2 separate regions of the Ovis aries genome follow, and region 2 is linked to region 1. Evidence: chromatin contacts called from public Hi-C data. All regions are on one chromosome and are shown on one strand. Each heading gives the region's core, a stretch centred on a gene start, on an enhancer-like site or on the middle of the called end of the contact. The rest is flanking DNA. Distances are from core to core; before and after follow the strand shown. Region 1 overlaps LOC132659818 (a long non-coding RNA gene). Region 2 holds the start of SEMA6A (semaphorin 6A).

The links. Hi-C and Micro-C count contacts between places; a contact is called where the count stands out from the background.
Region 2: a contact with region 1 is called in a Hi-C map of omental adipose tissue, with 3 times the contacts expected there. The contact joins the promoter of SEMA6A here to the enhancer-like site in region 1.

Annotation. Positions count from the first base shown.
Region 1 is chr5:34,676,317-34,683,600 of ARS-UI_Ramb_v3.0, reverse strand. All of the region lies in intron 2 of LOC132659818 (a long non-coding RNA gene), which reads left to right. LOC114115097 (U6atac minor spliceosomal RNA) reads left to right here; the gene lies at 1-8. Among named protein-coding and RNA genes, the nearest start is that of SEMA6A, 350 kb to the left of the region's middle. Within about 2 kb of position 3,475, at least 8 of the 54 cell types and tissues checked have an H3K27ac peak or open chromatin away from gene starts, as enhancers often do.
Region 2 is chr5:35,026,619-35,033,354 of ARS-UI_Ramb_v3.0, reverse strand. SEMA6A (semaphorin 6A) reads right to left here and starts at 2,590. Exons shown (of 20, transcript XM_042250334.2): 1 at 1,980-2,590.

The sequences.
Region 1 (7,284 bases), core at 2,226-4,725:
GGTTTTTGGGACTGATAAACCAATTTGCAGGACAGGAGTAGAGATGCAGACACTGAGAATGGACTTGTGGACACAGCAGGGGAAGGAGAGTGGGACAAATTGAGAGAGTAGCGTTGATATATATATACACTCCCATGTGTACAATAGATGGCTAGCAGAAAGCTGCTGTAGAGCACACAGAGCTCAGCTCGGTGCACTGTGAGGGCTTAGAGGGGAGGGCTTGGGGAGTGGGAGGGAGGCTCAAAAGGGAGGGGGTATATGTGTACATATGGTTGATTTTTACAGCAGAAACTAACACAATATTATAAAGCAATGGTGGCTCAGAGGTTAAAGCATGTGCCTGCCGTGCAGGAGACCTGGGTTTGATCCCTGGGTCGGGAAGATCCCATGGAGAAGGAAATGGCAACCCACTCCAGTATTCTTGCCTGGAGAATCCCATGGACAGAGGAGCCTGGTGGGCTACAGTCCACAGGGTCGCAAAGAGTCAGACACGACTGAGCAACTTCACTTCACATCACTTGACATCCAGGAGAGATGCAGGGGACATCACTGGGTATAGAAATCAGTGGTCATGAAGAGATGAAATCTGGAGATGAACTATTGACTCCCAAATATTATATTTGTCATTTAAAGTCCTGAGACTTCATAAGAAAGAGTGGAATAGAGTATAAATAGAAAATTAAGTCAAAATACTGAACCCTGGTGTCCTTCTGATATTTGGGGGTCAGAAAGAAGAGGATTCAGCAAATGAGAGGAAAAATCAGGAGACAACTTGACCTTGTGTGCATGCATGCTCAGTTGTGTCCGACTCTTTGCAAACCCACCGACTGTAGCCCACCAGGTTCCTCTGCCCATAGAGCTGTCCTGGTAGGAATACTGGAGTGGGTTGCCATTTCCTACTTCAGGGGATCTTCCTGACCCTGGGTAAGTAAAACTGATGGTGAAGGTAACAGACCCCCACCTAGTGTTGGTCTGAACACTAGGTGGGGGTCTGTCTTTGTTTAGAAAATACAAATTCCAAAATAACTTTGAGTCCCTTGACATGTAAATTACAGATAGTATGATTGCTAATATGCTGTTCATGCAAATTAAGCAGGGATTTGGAAGGATGAGGGTGTGGGGGGAGAGTTTTGGTGAAGGGACTGGGAATAAGGGGAAAGTAGATGACAACATGGTGAGGTGGCTGGAGAACTTGTAGATTTTATTTTAGTTGCTAGGAAATAAATCCACCTGTTTGCCCAAGCCTTTAGCAATGTGTACTACATAGAAGTGCTTTTGGCATCTGTGTGTGTTGATGTGTGTGAGAACTAAGTTGTCTACATCTGATGCAGAGTGGAGGGGAAGGGTGAAAGAAGCCACAAGTTTAAAGAAAGGAGTATTGATGTAAATATCTATAGAGTACAGTCTTGAAGCTAGAATTGAGAAGGGCAGGGAAGTCAGAGGGGTTGCAGAAACCTTCTGGTCAGAAAACGAGCTGGCATCTAGGTTACACTTATGTGAACAAGCAGCTGTTTGAGTCTCCCATCATATTAACCACTTTGGTCTAGGACCTCTTGCACCTAACTTTTAGTATTCATACTGATTTTCATAATCGCCTGGACTCAGTCCTGGCTGCTGCTGGACAAGACCATTGTGCTGTCAGCCTCGCTCTGGCCTTGCCCTTTACTTCTGAAAGCGATCAAGTGAGACTGATGGGTATTTCATGCATCTAAGCACAAATAATTGCATTGAATAAGGAGGTTGCCTTCTCGGAAGCAAGGAAGAATGTATCTTTATGGTTTCAGCTGCCAAGTTTTCAAAACACAATTTTTCCGTTGTTTCTGGTTTTTTTTTTTTTTGGTAGATGGTGGTAATTAATTCTTTTTATCACTTATACAAACAAACTCCATATTTGAGGTAAAACTTGTTCTTTCTAAAAGGAGGTTGTGACAAGCCCCTACTATCTTTTAGATAATGGCTAGTTGACTGCATTTTGATAGACTCTGAGTCCTGGTTCCAATATTTGAATACCAGAGTAACACAGAGAAATAAAAAAAAAAACACACACAAAAAACCAAAAAACAATTGTGTTGAAGTACCAACAACAACAAAGTCTAGCTTTAGAAATCTAATCTTCCCAACTCTCCAACAGTCTTTTTGTTATTGTTAACAATATAAGTTTATAATATAAATTGTTAGATTAGGTAGTGCTGCTCCTCTGGTCTGCACTTGGCTTTGTCCTTCTTTAACTCTCTCTAATCTCTCCCTCCCTTCCTGTCCTTCTTTTATTCCTAAATGTACCCCGCCCAGCCATAAATCCCAGAGCTGAATCTGAGTCCAAATCTCATCTAAGTTCAAATCTCAACATTAGCACCTCCCATCTTTGTGAGCTTCTTAAGGCAGCTTTTCTGCCTTGATTCCCTATCCTTTCACATGGGGGTTACTGTGTCACTTAGGGTTATTGGGGAAATTAAAATATTGGGTTGGCCAAAAAGTTCATTTGGGTTTTTCTATACCATCATATGGAAAAACCTGAACGAACTTTTTGGCTAACCTAGTAGATGATAAATACAAAGCGATCACAACAATGCCTAACACACTAAGCACTCAGTAAATGCTATCGTTTGTTATTCTTCAAATAGACATATTTAAATAAGAAACTAGAAAAAGAAAATGTTTTGTAATGATAGCCTTTTGTACAGAAGACCCTGGAGCTGGGAGAAAGAGTTTTGAATTTGAAGGATGGGGAGGAAAGGAAATGAACCTAAGACCTGTGTTCTCTGAGCTAATTGAGAAAAGACTGTACTGGTTGGTTCCTTTTCTAGTTGCTCCTCATCTGCGTAGCTCTGTCATTTAGATGCTATTGAAAAGGCATGTGCTTTGATACTTGCAGGCCTACTACTGGTCTTGAAACTAACAGTGACTTTGAGTCATTCATTTATTTCTGGAGTTATGATTTCTTATATCTAAAATGAAAATAGTAACCTCAAATCAAATATACTATGGAGAATGTGCCTTGAAAATATTACCAAGATGCACCCTGGGTTGGAAGATTTCTAAGATTCTATTGTAAGTAAATGAAGGGTGGGTATGATTTTACCAAGTTCATCTGGCCCTTGCAGGCCGACTTAGCCACACAAGTTCTTCTGTTTCCAGGGAAATTACTTCAATTAATCTCTGAATGGCAGCCCTCTCCCCTGGCACAGCAGACAGCAGCTGTTGAATACCCAGGAACAGGAGACAGCAGTCTTGTTCTGTGAGAGGGAGGATGAATTTTTTTGTTCAGCTGTAATCACAGAGGAGTTTAGGAGTGGGTAGAAGTTTGTCCAGAGCCGAATAATTTCCTCTCCGTTATTTGAAACAGAAAGCAAGAACAGATGAACTCCACTTGGTGTCATGACAAAAGAAATCCAGTTCAGTCATGGCCCTTCTCTCAGACTGCCCATCCTCAGGCGCAGGCGTACAATCTCAGGATCACCAGCAGATTAGACTAGAATGGCTCTCTGAAGAAGTTATGATCTGTCTCGTCAGAGGCCTTCTGGGGACACTTTACCCCTTGTATTAATGACACAATATCCTGGAAATGCTTCTTTGGAAATCATCTGAATATATTACAAAACCTTGTGGTTTAGCAATCCCAAGTCAACTGACTGAAAACTCTTATGGTTTTGATAATTATATCAGGGTACAGACAATAGTACAAAACCTTGAAGCTTTTTGTTTTTTTCCCTTGGAACTTGCAGGGAGCCATACGTTTACATTAGAGACCTGTCTCCTGCAGAATTTTATTGGGAAAACCATAGCTATTATAAATACTCTTTCATAGAAGCTAAAACTGTTTTAAAGTTTTTTTTTTTTTTCCCCTTGATTTTGTAATGCCTCTTAGAAATGGTCGAATATTTCATATTTAATTCTTACAAAAACAATTTTTCCTTGAACAGATCCTTGGTTTTCTGTTCAATGTGTTGGTGTAATTTTTTCCATTAACAGATTGAGGCATTTTGGCAATTTCACTATTAAAGACAGATTAATGGACATTTAATTCAATAAATTTGTAGGATTAATTAAACCCAGTACCCGAAGTGAAGTGATGTAAGATATTTTAGCAAGGATCTTAGCTTTCCTTCCTAAGTCTCAAATTGGCTTCTACTTGGACAGAATTATTTGTATATTTCTTGGAGCTATTTTCCGGATCGTGCAGGGTTTGAATCCAAGGTGGCCTATTTGATCCATCTGTGTTTCTGTTAAGGTTGGTGCCTGGCTGAATGATTTTCTGAAAGAATTAAGAAATGTTCTTTCGAACTAACCACAGGAAAAAAATAATGAGGAGAGCATTAACTATGCCAGCTGAAAGGATCAATTTTCTAAAGAAAAAGTTAGAAAAGAGCTAGTGGAATATGGGTGGAACTAGGTTTTATGGGGGTGGAGTTGTCAAGATGATTCTCAGGAGAGGAGATTAAATATCAATCAAAGAATTAACCATGCAGGTCAAAGAAACTGATTAAGAACAAATTAAGCTTACGATAAATTAGGAGAAAAATAGTATTGTACCTAAGCATTTTTACAATGAAACAATTGGATCTTGTATCATTAAGTCATTAGCTCATCTAATCAAGGAAAAGAATGCCCAAATACCTAATTAGGAAGGAGAAATATGAAACACCTACAATTAGAGAAGATATCAAGAATCTATACAAAAATAGGGGACTTTATATAAAACTTAGATTAAAAACTTTTTCTTAGTTTTATTTGCATTTTCCTAGAAAGTTTAAACTGTAGACAAATAATCCTGAAAATGATGAGAATATTTTTTAAAAAGCCTTGAAAAGATTTAAACTGTGTGCTATCACAGAGGAATTCTTTTAAATCTTTTGCTCAGTCGCTCAGTCATATCCGACTCTTTGCTACCCCATGAATCGCAGCACGCCAGGCCTCCCTGTCCATCACCATCTCCTGGAGTTCACTCAAACTCACGTCCATCGAGTCGGTGATGCCATCCAACCATCTCATCCTCTGTCGTCCTCTTTTCCTCCTGCCCCCAATCCCTCCCAGCATCAGAGTCTTTTCCAATAAGTCAACTATTCACGAGGTGGCCAAAGTGCTGGAGTTTCAGCGTTAGCATCATTCCTTCCAATGAACACCCAGGACTGATCTTCAGAATGGACTGGTTGGATCTCCTTGCAGTCCAAGGGACTCTCAAGAGTCTTCTCCAACACCATAGTTCAAAAGCATCAATTCTTCTGCACTCTGCTTTCTTCACAATCCAACTCTCGCATCCATACACGACCACTGGCAAAACCATAGCCTTGACTAAATGGACCTTTGTTGGCAAAGTAATGTCTCTGCTTTCCAATATGCTGTCTAGGTTGGTCATAACTTTCTTTCTAAGGAGTAAGCGTTTTTTAATTTCATGGCTGCAGTCACCATCTGCAGTGATTTTGTAGCCCCCCAAAATAAAGTCTGACACTGTTTCCACTGTTTCCCCATCTATTTCCCATGAAGTGATGGGACCAGATGTCATGATCTTCATTTTCTGAATGTTGAGCTTTAAGCCAACTTTTTCACTCTCCTCTTTCACTTTCATCAAGAGGCTTTTTAGTTCCTCTTCACTTTCTGCCATAAGGGTGGTGTCATCTGCATATCTGAGGTTATTGATATTTCTCCCAGCAATTTTGATTCCAGCTTGTGCTTCTTCCAGCCCAGTGTTTCTCATACCTGCATATACGCTAAACAATTAGGATGACAATGTACAGCCTTGACGTACTCCTTTTCCTATTTGGAACCAGTCTGTTGTTCCATGTCCAGTTCTAACTGTTGCTTCTTAACCTGCATATAGGTTTCTCAAGAGGCAGGTCAAGTGGTCTGGTATTCCCATCTCTTTCAGAATTTTCCACAGTTTATTGTGATCCACACAGTCAAAGGCCCACCTAATTGTTTTCTAGGCTTTGTCTCTGTGTCCTTCTCTACTGGCAACAGTTAAAATAACATGGAATGGGGAAGAGGTAGTCCTTCAAAGAAAGAGAGTGTCTTAATACCATACATCCATTACCAAGGGTTTGTTCTGGGAATGCATGTCTAGTTGGATATTATACAATGTTTCTTATGATTTTACTGTATTATTTTCTATATTTACTGCATTTGTTCTCCAGTGAGAACATTAGATCAACTCTTTAAATGCCAAAAATGACTTTAATATAATTGAATATCTATCCTCAAAGTAATTTTAATCAAAATGGTGATTGGGAAATTCATTAAAAAGTAGGCATTTCAAACTCACAGGTGCTATAGAGCTTAATCCTAAAAGATCATGCTGTTAAAGTGCTGCACTCAATGTGCCAGCAAATTTGGAAAACTCAGCAGTGACCATAGGACTGAAAAAAGTCAGTTTCATTCCAGTCCCAAAGAAAGGCAATGCCAGAGAATGTTCATACTACAGCACAATTGCACTCATCTCACATGCTAGCAAAGTTATGCTCAAAATTCTCCAAGCCTGGCTTCAGCAGTACACAAACCATGAACTTCCAGAGTTGGAGGTGGATTTAGGAAAGGCAGAGGAACCAGAGGTCATATTGCCACATCTGTTGGATCATTGAAAAAGCAAGAGAATACCAGAAAAACATCTACTTCTGCTTCATTGACTATACCAAAGCCTTTGACTCTGTGGATCACAACAAACTGGAAAATTCTACAAGAGATAGAAATTCCAGACTGCCTGACCTGCCTCCTTAGAAATCTGTATGCAGGTCAAGAAGCAGCAGTTAGAATAGGACATGGAACAACAGATTGGTTCCAAATTGGGAAAGGAATATGTCAAGGCTGTATATTGTCACCCTGCTTATTTAACTTATATGCAGAGCATATCATGTGAAATGCCAGGCTGGATGAAACACAAGCTGGAATCAAGATTACTGGGAGAAATATCAATAATCTCAGATATGCAGATGATACCACTCTTATGGCAGAAAGCAAAGAACAAAAGAGCCTCTTGATGAAAATGAAAGAAGAGAGTGGAAAAGCTGGCTTAAAACTTAACATTCAAAAAACTAAAGTCATAGTATCTGCTTCTGTCACTTCATGGCAAATAGATGGGGAAACAGTGACAGAATTTATTTTTTTAGGCTCCAAAAGCACTGCAGTTGGTGACTGCAGCCATGAAATTAAGACACTTGCTCCTTGGAAGACTAGCTATGACCAGCCTAGACAGCATATTACAAAACAGACATTACTTTGCCAACAAATGTCTGTCTAGTGAAAGCTTATGGTTTTTTCCAGTAGTCATGTATGGATGTGAGACTTGGCCTCAAC
Region 2 (6,736 bases), core at 1,341-3,840, 350 kb before region 1:
GATCTCCTCTGGTGACCACATTCATTAAGCAGCCGCCTTTCTCCCAAGGACCGACGCGGACTGGCTGGAGGGGCTGCTCCTTGCAATACAGGCACGGGGAGGCCCCTTGGAAGTGCTTGCCTTGGCTGCGAAAACAGCGGGGCCTCCCTGGCTTCACGCACACCTGACTCCCGGCTCTGCTCCTCCCTGAACACCCGCCGGCTGGAAAACGGCGAGCTGGGTGCAGGACACTGGAGATGCTGTGCTTGGAGCCAGCGATCCCCGGCCGGTGTCGATACGCACCCTCGCGCCAGCCGCTGTCCACAGTGGCCGGACCAGCTTCCGAGTCCTGCTGGGAAACTTCCCCTTCTCGCCCCTCCCCACGCCCTCCCCTTGTTCGACTGCTTGAGAGACCAGTCCAGCAAGTGCCGCACCGCGACCCCAACCAAGCTGACCATCGGCTGAGGTGCCACTCTCCGAAGGGTTGGCTCCTGGCTCCTGCCTCCTAGCCATATCCTGGGCGGTCTGTCCACCTCCCCGGGGGTTCGTTTTCCCGCGGGTTGCACGTGCTGAGCCCGAAATCGGTCGTGCCCCCCATCCCTGGCTTTCAGAGAAACTTTTAAGAAGTGCCTGGTCGAGTGACCCCGTGCAGGGGGGGGTAAAAAAAGGAGAGGGGGAGACGCTGGGCGGAGGGTGGTGGCGGCGAGGGAGCGGGAAAGACAGCGGAATCCTGTTTCCTTTCCCGATACCCGCAAGTCTAGGCTAGGACTGCTCCCTGGCTCCCCCTGTGCCGTTCCGGTCGTGGAAGGAGGGAACGGACTACGGGATCCTGCTATGCACCGTGTAATACGGTGGGGAGCCGAGAAAAAAAGCAGAGCATCTGGGAGAGGGGGGAGAGACACTTCCCATCCCAGCGGGGTCATGCAGAGTGGGTGGGCGCTGTCGGGCTGGGTTGGCAGTGGAGCGCCCCACTGCCAGCGAGGCAGCGCTCTAGACGCAGCAAGTAGTCCGGACAATCGAGAACCCGGGGCCCCTGCAGAGGTCTTGTCTGGTTAGCAAGTACTGAGCCATTTCTAGCCAGGTCTTCCCACCCTTCCCCCTCCCGGGACACCTCCTTTCCAAAGAGGGACCACGTAGTATTTGGAAGAGGGCTCAGCGGGCGCCAGCCCCCGACACGGGGTTCTGAGCCCGAGGGGGACGCAGAGGCTACAGATGCTGTCTTCGCCGCCCAGGAGGGAGCTGCGGCGGGGAATAGGACCCAGGGCGGGGAAGCCGCGCCACACCGGGAGGAGGCCACTCATTCGAGCAAACAAAGCCCGGAACCTCTGGTGCCCAGCGGCCGCGGGAGCCGGGATGTCACCAAGTGGCAGGGTGCGCGGGTGCCAGGGCCATTGCAAGTTTCCCGCACTCCACTGAGCCCAGCCCCGACCCCGCGCCGACAACAAAAGACTCTCTTTGCTTCCCGCCCCCCATCTCCCCGTGTCTGTGGAACCCCTCCTCCCACCTCGAACCCAAACCTAGTGTCGAGCGAAAACAGCGCTCTTGGACCGAACCTCCTCCAGCCCTCGAGGGTAGAACCCCTTCCCCTGCCTTCGCACCAGGACCGGGCGCTTCCGAGAATCTCACCCTTTCTTGGCCTCTCTGCTGCCTGCTGGCCCGAAAGTGAGGACGAGCCCTCAGGGATACTGCACACACCTCCCAGGGCCAGGCAGCTATCCGCGCGGTTGGGGTCCCGGGCGGCGCCTGGCGTGTGCGCGACGCGAGTGGGGAAGCTCACAACGCGGAGCCCGGAGGTCTCTGGGGCGCAGGGCGGAGAGGAGCGGCGGACAGGGCTCGCGACTGCTCCCCCAGGGCCGGGCAACGCTCGGAAGACAGACACAAGACAAAATAAAACGCGAGCACCACAAAGCCGAGACGGTGTGCGGACCACGGCCCCGGGACCCGCAGGAGGGAGTGGAACCGCCCGGGAGGTGGGGCGCACCAGGGCGCCCCAGCCGTACCTTTTCGGTGCATCGACGGGCAGGCTGCCGGGGCTCGGAGCGGACTGGTACAGAGTGTATCCCATTTAGTAATCCATTATCGAGGGGATCTCTCCGGGCCGCGAGCTGCGCTCTCTCCTTCGCAAGCCTTTGTCATTCCTACATGGGTGCTCGTCTCTGTGGGGGTACAGTCGCAGCGACTACTTTCTGGGATGCAAACGCGCCGTATTCATTTCCAATGACAGGCGGAGAAGGGGAGATGAAAAAAGAGAGAAAAAAAACCAACAAGAAAGGAGGAAATGTTCAAGAAAGTCTTCTCCAAATCCAAATTTCACTTGGATTCCACTCCGGCGAGTCCCTTCGGTGGTGTTTGCGCCGATTAACAAGTCATTTCAGGGTGGGGGGCGGGGTGGGGGCTGGGGCAGGGGTGCGCGCTCTAGCCCCGCTTCACGAGCGGGAGCGCTACGCCGCGGGTGTGGCGGTGCCGGACGCTACCGCCGCTCCTAAGCGGGCATCGCGGGCAGTCGGCTCCGCGGAGAAGCGCTGCTGCTGCGTCCGGAGCGCCTGGGCAGCCGAGTGCGCGGGGAGCGGAGTTGGCTGCAGCCTCACCCCGTGCCGCTCACTACTCCTCTGTCACTGGAGAGGCCGCCGCTCCAGGGCGGAGCCAAGTCCCGGACTGGATTGCGCAAAGCGGACTCTCCTCCTGCAACCCCGCCTACTTTGGCTGGCGTCTTCTCCGACCCGAAGGAGGGCTGCGGTCTCTGTGTGTGAACCGGAGCGAGCGAGGCGGAGGGAGAAACTACGCGCTGTGGCCGCAGGTGGAGCCTTGACCGACTGGTCAGCGCCGCTTCCTTCCACCACTATTGCCCGCCCGCGGCGCGTTCGGTGGAGGTCCCGGCGGAGGCGACACCCGCAGAAGCCCAGCCTATGCCTCCCCTCACCCCCGCATTTGTTCTTGCTGGGGGGAAAAAATCTTGGACAGCATTGCCGAGCCCTGCCAAATCAAAAATATAAATAAAAATAGACGTAGTGCAGGAGCAAGTTACAAGAAAGGATTTGTTCATCGATTTTTTTAAATGGAAAAGTTTTAAAGGATGAGGGTAAGTGAACGGGGAGCCTTTCTGATTACTATATCAAGAGGTAAATTCCAGAAGTGACGGACGCTCTGCGCACCCAGATGAGTTGGATAGAAACCGGTACACTTAAAAATTCACTTCGACGATATGAACTCAGCTATTAGTTAACGTACATACAGCACACGTTAATAAAGCATGTTAAGTAAGCAAATTAACTATAGTGCAAGGAATGCTGGTAGCGACTATCAGCTTTTAAACTTAGAAACTGTGTACACTGTTCTTAGAAATAATTATGTAAACTTCAGAGATAACACACAATCCCAATGAGTATCCAGCAGCTTCATGGAATAACTAAATCGCAACTTCTTCCAAGGCGTTTTTGTGTTACCATCAGGAGGAGAATGGAAGACACAGCCTTCCTCCGTTCGCTTGAAAGTTAAGTAGCCCCAAAGTCCTACAGTTACAAGGCTTGTGCCCACTGGGCAGGCCACACGACGTCCCCCTGTCCCGGCCGTTGCGCGCTCCCTGCCTGCTGGCGCAAAGACCGTAAAGAAGCACGTTGTTCCCCGCCCCCCCCACCCCCACCCCAGGGGGCTTCTCACTTGGTTCGCGCGAGCGGTCAAGCAGTTCTCCGATCACTATTTACTAGTTATGGGGTCGGCCGAGGAAAGCACTGGGAAGGAGATCAGGGTCTCAGTCCCCCTTAGGCCGAGTGCCCTTAAATAAATGCATTAGAAACTGTACCTGTTCCCTAACTGGGGCTAGGGCCACTAATAACACCCCCTTCCCCCCCCCCCCCTTTTTTTTTGTCTTTCGTACAGGCAACTAAAATACGCACAAGCATGCTAATGAGGGCTCATGAAGAATAAAATAAGTGCACTCGTGAGAACAGTATCGATATTGTCCACAAACCATGTAGAAAAGGTGAGGAAAATGGTTTGAGGGAAAAAGGTCCGTCTCCCTGCTGTTCGCCAAAACTGCCAGCAGGGGCCGCTATCCCCACCTTTCGCAGGCAAAAGCCGCTAGAGATCCGCGGTGGTGGGGGCTGGGGTGCCCCGGCCGTAGGTGCGCGCGCAGCCCCCGCCTCACGAGGCGCCAGCTCCCGGAGAGGCCGGGGCGTGGGGGCGGCGGGCTTGTCTGCGCGCTTCTGCGGTTCGGATGGCGACTGGTTCGCGGACATCCCTTTCGAATCCAGTCCGGGCACGGGGGAAGGATCCCGGCTAGCCGTGACCGCTCAATCCTCTGCCGCGACTATTTAACGCCCATGATTTCGACGTTCAATCCCGAGCTCGTCGGTGCGTCCCTGGCGCGGTCCCTCATGTCTGGCCCAAGACGTCCCCGGGGTTCTCCGCCGGCAGTCTCCATCCGGGCGGGATCGCAGAGGCCCCTTCTTCCTTTTCTGCCCCTGGTTTACATGCTAATTGTGTCTGGGAAAAGTTCTTTAATTGGCAGAATGAGGCAGAGCAAACGAATTGTTTCACAGGCTGAACCAAATTAATTCCGGGTTTAGCTTCTTCCCTTGGAGAAACAAACAATTAAACTGTCTTGTTTGTTTTATGGATATATTGGAAATGCCCCACATCGACTTTCAAGATACGTTTTTAAAGAGGAATTATTTTCATTATTAATATTTGCATGTTTAATTTGCAGTAATGCTGAGCCAAGAAGCAAGAGATTAAATTTACGTAATTTAAAATTAGAGAATACAGGAAGAAAAGAATTTGAGTTAACTTTTTGCGTGGCTGAGAAATACCGCCCAGAATCTTCCTGGCAAGGACTAGAATCTGGAGTCTCACCATCCAATTAGGCACCCGTGGTCCTGACCAGGTGAGATGACATTTCCACCTGCCAGGGGAGAGATGCTCCCTGGGAGCTGGCAGAAAAGCCAGCTATTGTGTCTCTGCCTGAAGCCCTCGGGGTAGCACCTGTGGGGAGCTGCCCTGAGAAACCTCATGACGTCATTTCCCCTTCTGCGCTCCGCGGACTGACTCCCAGAAGTCTGCCTTAACTTTTAAGTAAAACCCTGCCTTTCCAGAGCCTTTGAAGTCTGCTGTCTACCCTGTCCCTTCAGGGAAAGAAAGTTAATGGGAGTTAAAGAATCACCAAGCGTTAGGACTAGAAGAAATCCTGGACTGTTTAGTAGTTAAGTGGCCTGGAGTGAGAACAGCCTTAGTCTCTGGAGGCCAGATGTTTTTAGGTAACTTACTAGCTGGTGGTGACCTTGGGGGCAGTCACTAATTTTTCTGGAGCAGTGGATTCACTTGTTAATGGGGATTCGCTATTACTTTCTTCCCAGGGATTGTGTGATTTAAATGAGATGGAGAGTGTAAACCGCGGGGGTGTAGAGATAAAGGTTAACTAGCATCTATAAAGATTAACTAGCATCATGGTCATCCTTGCCATCCTCCACTTCAAACCTCCCACCACCGTTTCACAGGGGTCAGACGGAGGCGGAGGAAAGAAGGGGCTTGCTTTGTGTCAGTGCTGGGAGCTAGCCCATCATAACTCCTCTTCAGTGCTCAAGAGACCACACCTGCTTTCCCCCACATCACCTGGAAGAAGTATGATGGAGGAAGAGGAAATGAAAAGGCGAACTCACTCAGGATTCTTTTAAAGATCACATCTAGCTATTTGATCTGATCTCTGCTAATACCTCTGGCCTCCCTGGTGGCTGAGTGGTGAATAACTCACCTGTCAGTGTGGAAGTGGTGGATCCCATCCCTGGGTCTGGGAAGATTCCCCTGAGAAGCAAATGGCAGTCCTCTCTAGTATTCTTGCCTGGGAAGTCCCATGAACAGAGGAGCCTGGCGGGCTACAGTCTGAGGGGTCTCAAAAGGCACACAGCTTAGCGGCTAAACCACAGCAGCTTTACCACAGAATGGAGTAGTGAATTTGGAGGAAATGTCTGCTGGTGCTTACTTACTGCTCAACTCCATGTGGATGTTCCTGAAAGTTACATGAGAAGTACAGTTCGTACAAATAGGCTGTTATCACAAAGTGAAGTTAGTATCATGAAGGGAAGTTAGTGTCTTTGGTGCTTGTCAGACGATTCCTCCTTTTCCCCGAAACTCTTGGACCTTTGGAGGCTGTGCCCTATGAATACGTTGGTACTACTGTCCACAGATCTTGTTTTACCCCACTTTTTAAAGATTTTAGCACCAGGCTTACTGTCCTCTCATCTGCCCCACCGCCTGTCACCATTCATGCCATCCACCTAACCACGCCTCTGCATTCTCAGCTTTTTGCCTTCCTCATCTACTCTGTCCTTTGTTCTTCCTCACCTCTACCTCCCACTCCAGGACTTCATTATTATCAGAAGAGGCTCCAGGTTCTAAATCACTAATGCTGACATCCTCTCTTTAATCACAATGGACTCTCCTTCCAGCTTACTTGCCTACGCACCTCCTCACACTCACCCTAATTGCAGGAAGCCACCTGCCATTCTTTCCGTCCATCCAGTCCCTGCTTCTTTCATTCCCCTCTGTGTCCAGGAGAGCTTCATAATAACTGTCTCTCTGGCGAACACTTTCAACTCCCTGACTCCTCTTTCTTCTGGTCACGCCCATCCGAGTGAAAACCAGTCCTAAATTACAGAAATACCTTCCTTCTCTGCTCTTGCGTCTGGCAGCTGAAACCTACTAGAAAAACATTTCAAGCACACATCTAAGCAGGCTGTGCACTCTGTCGTGAACCTGACTTGCT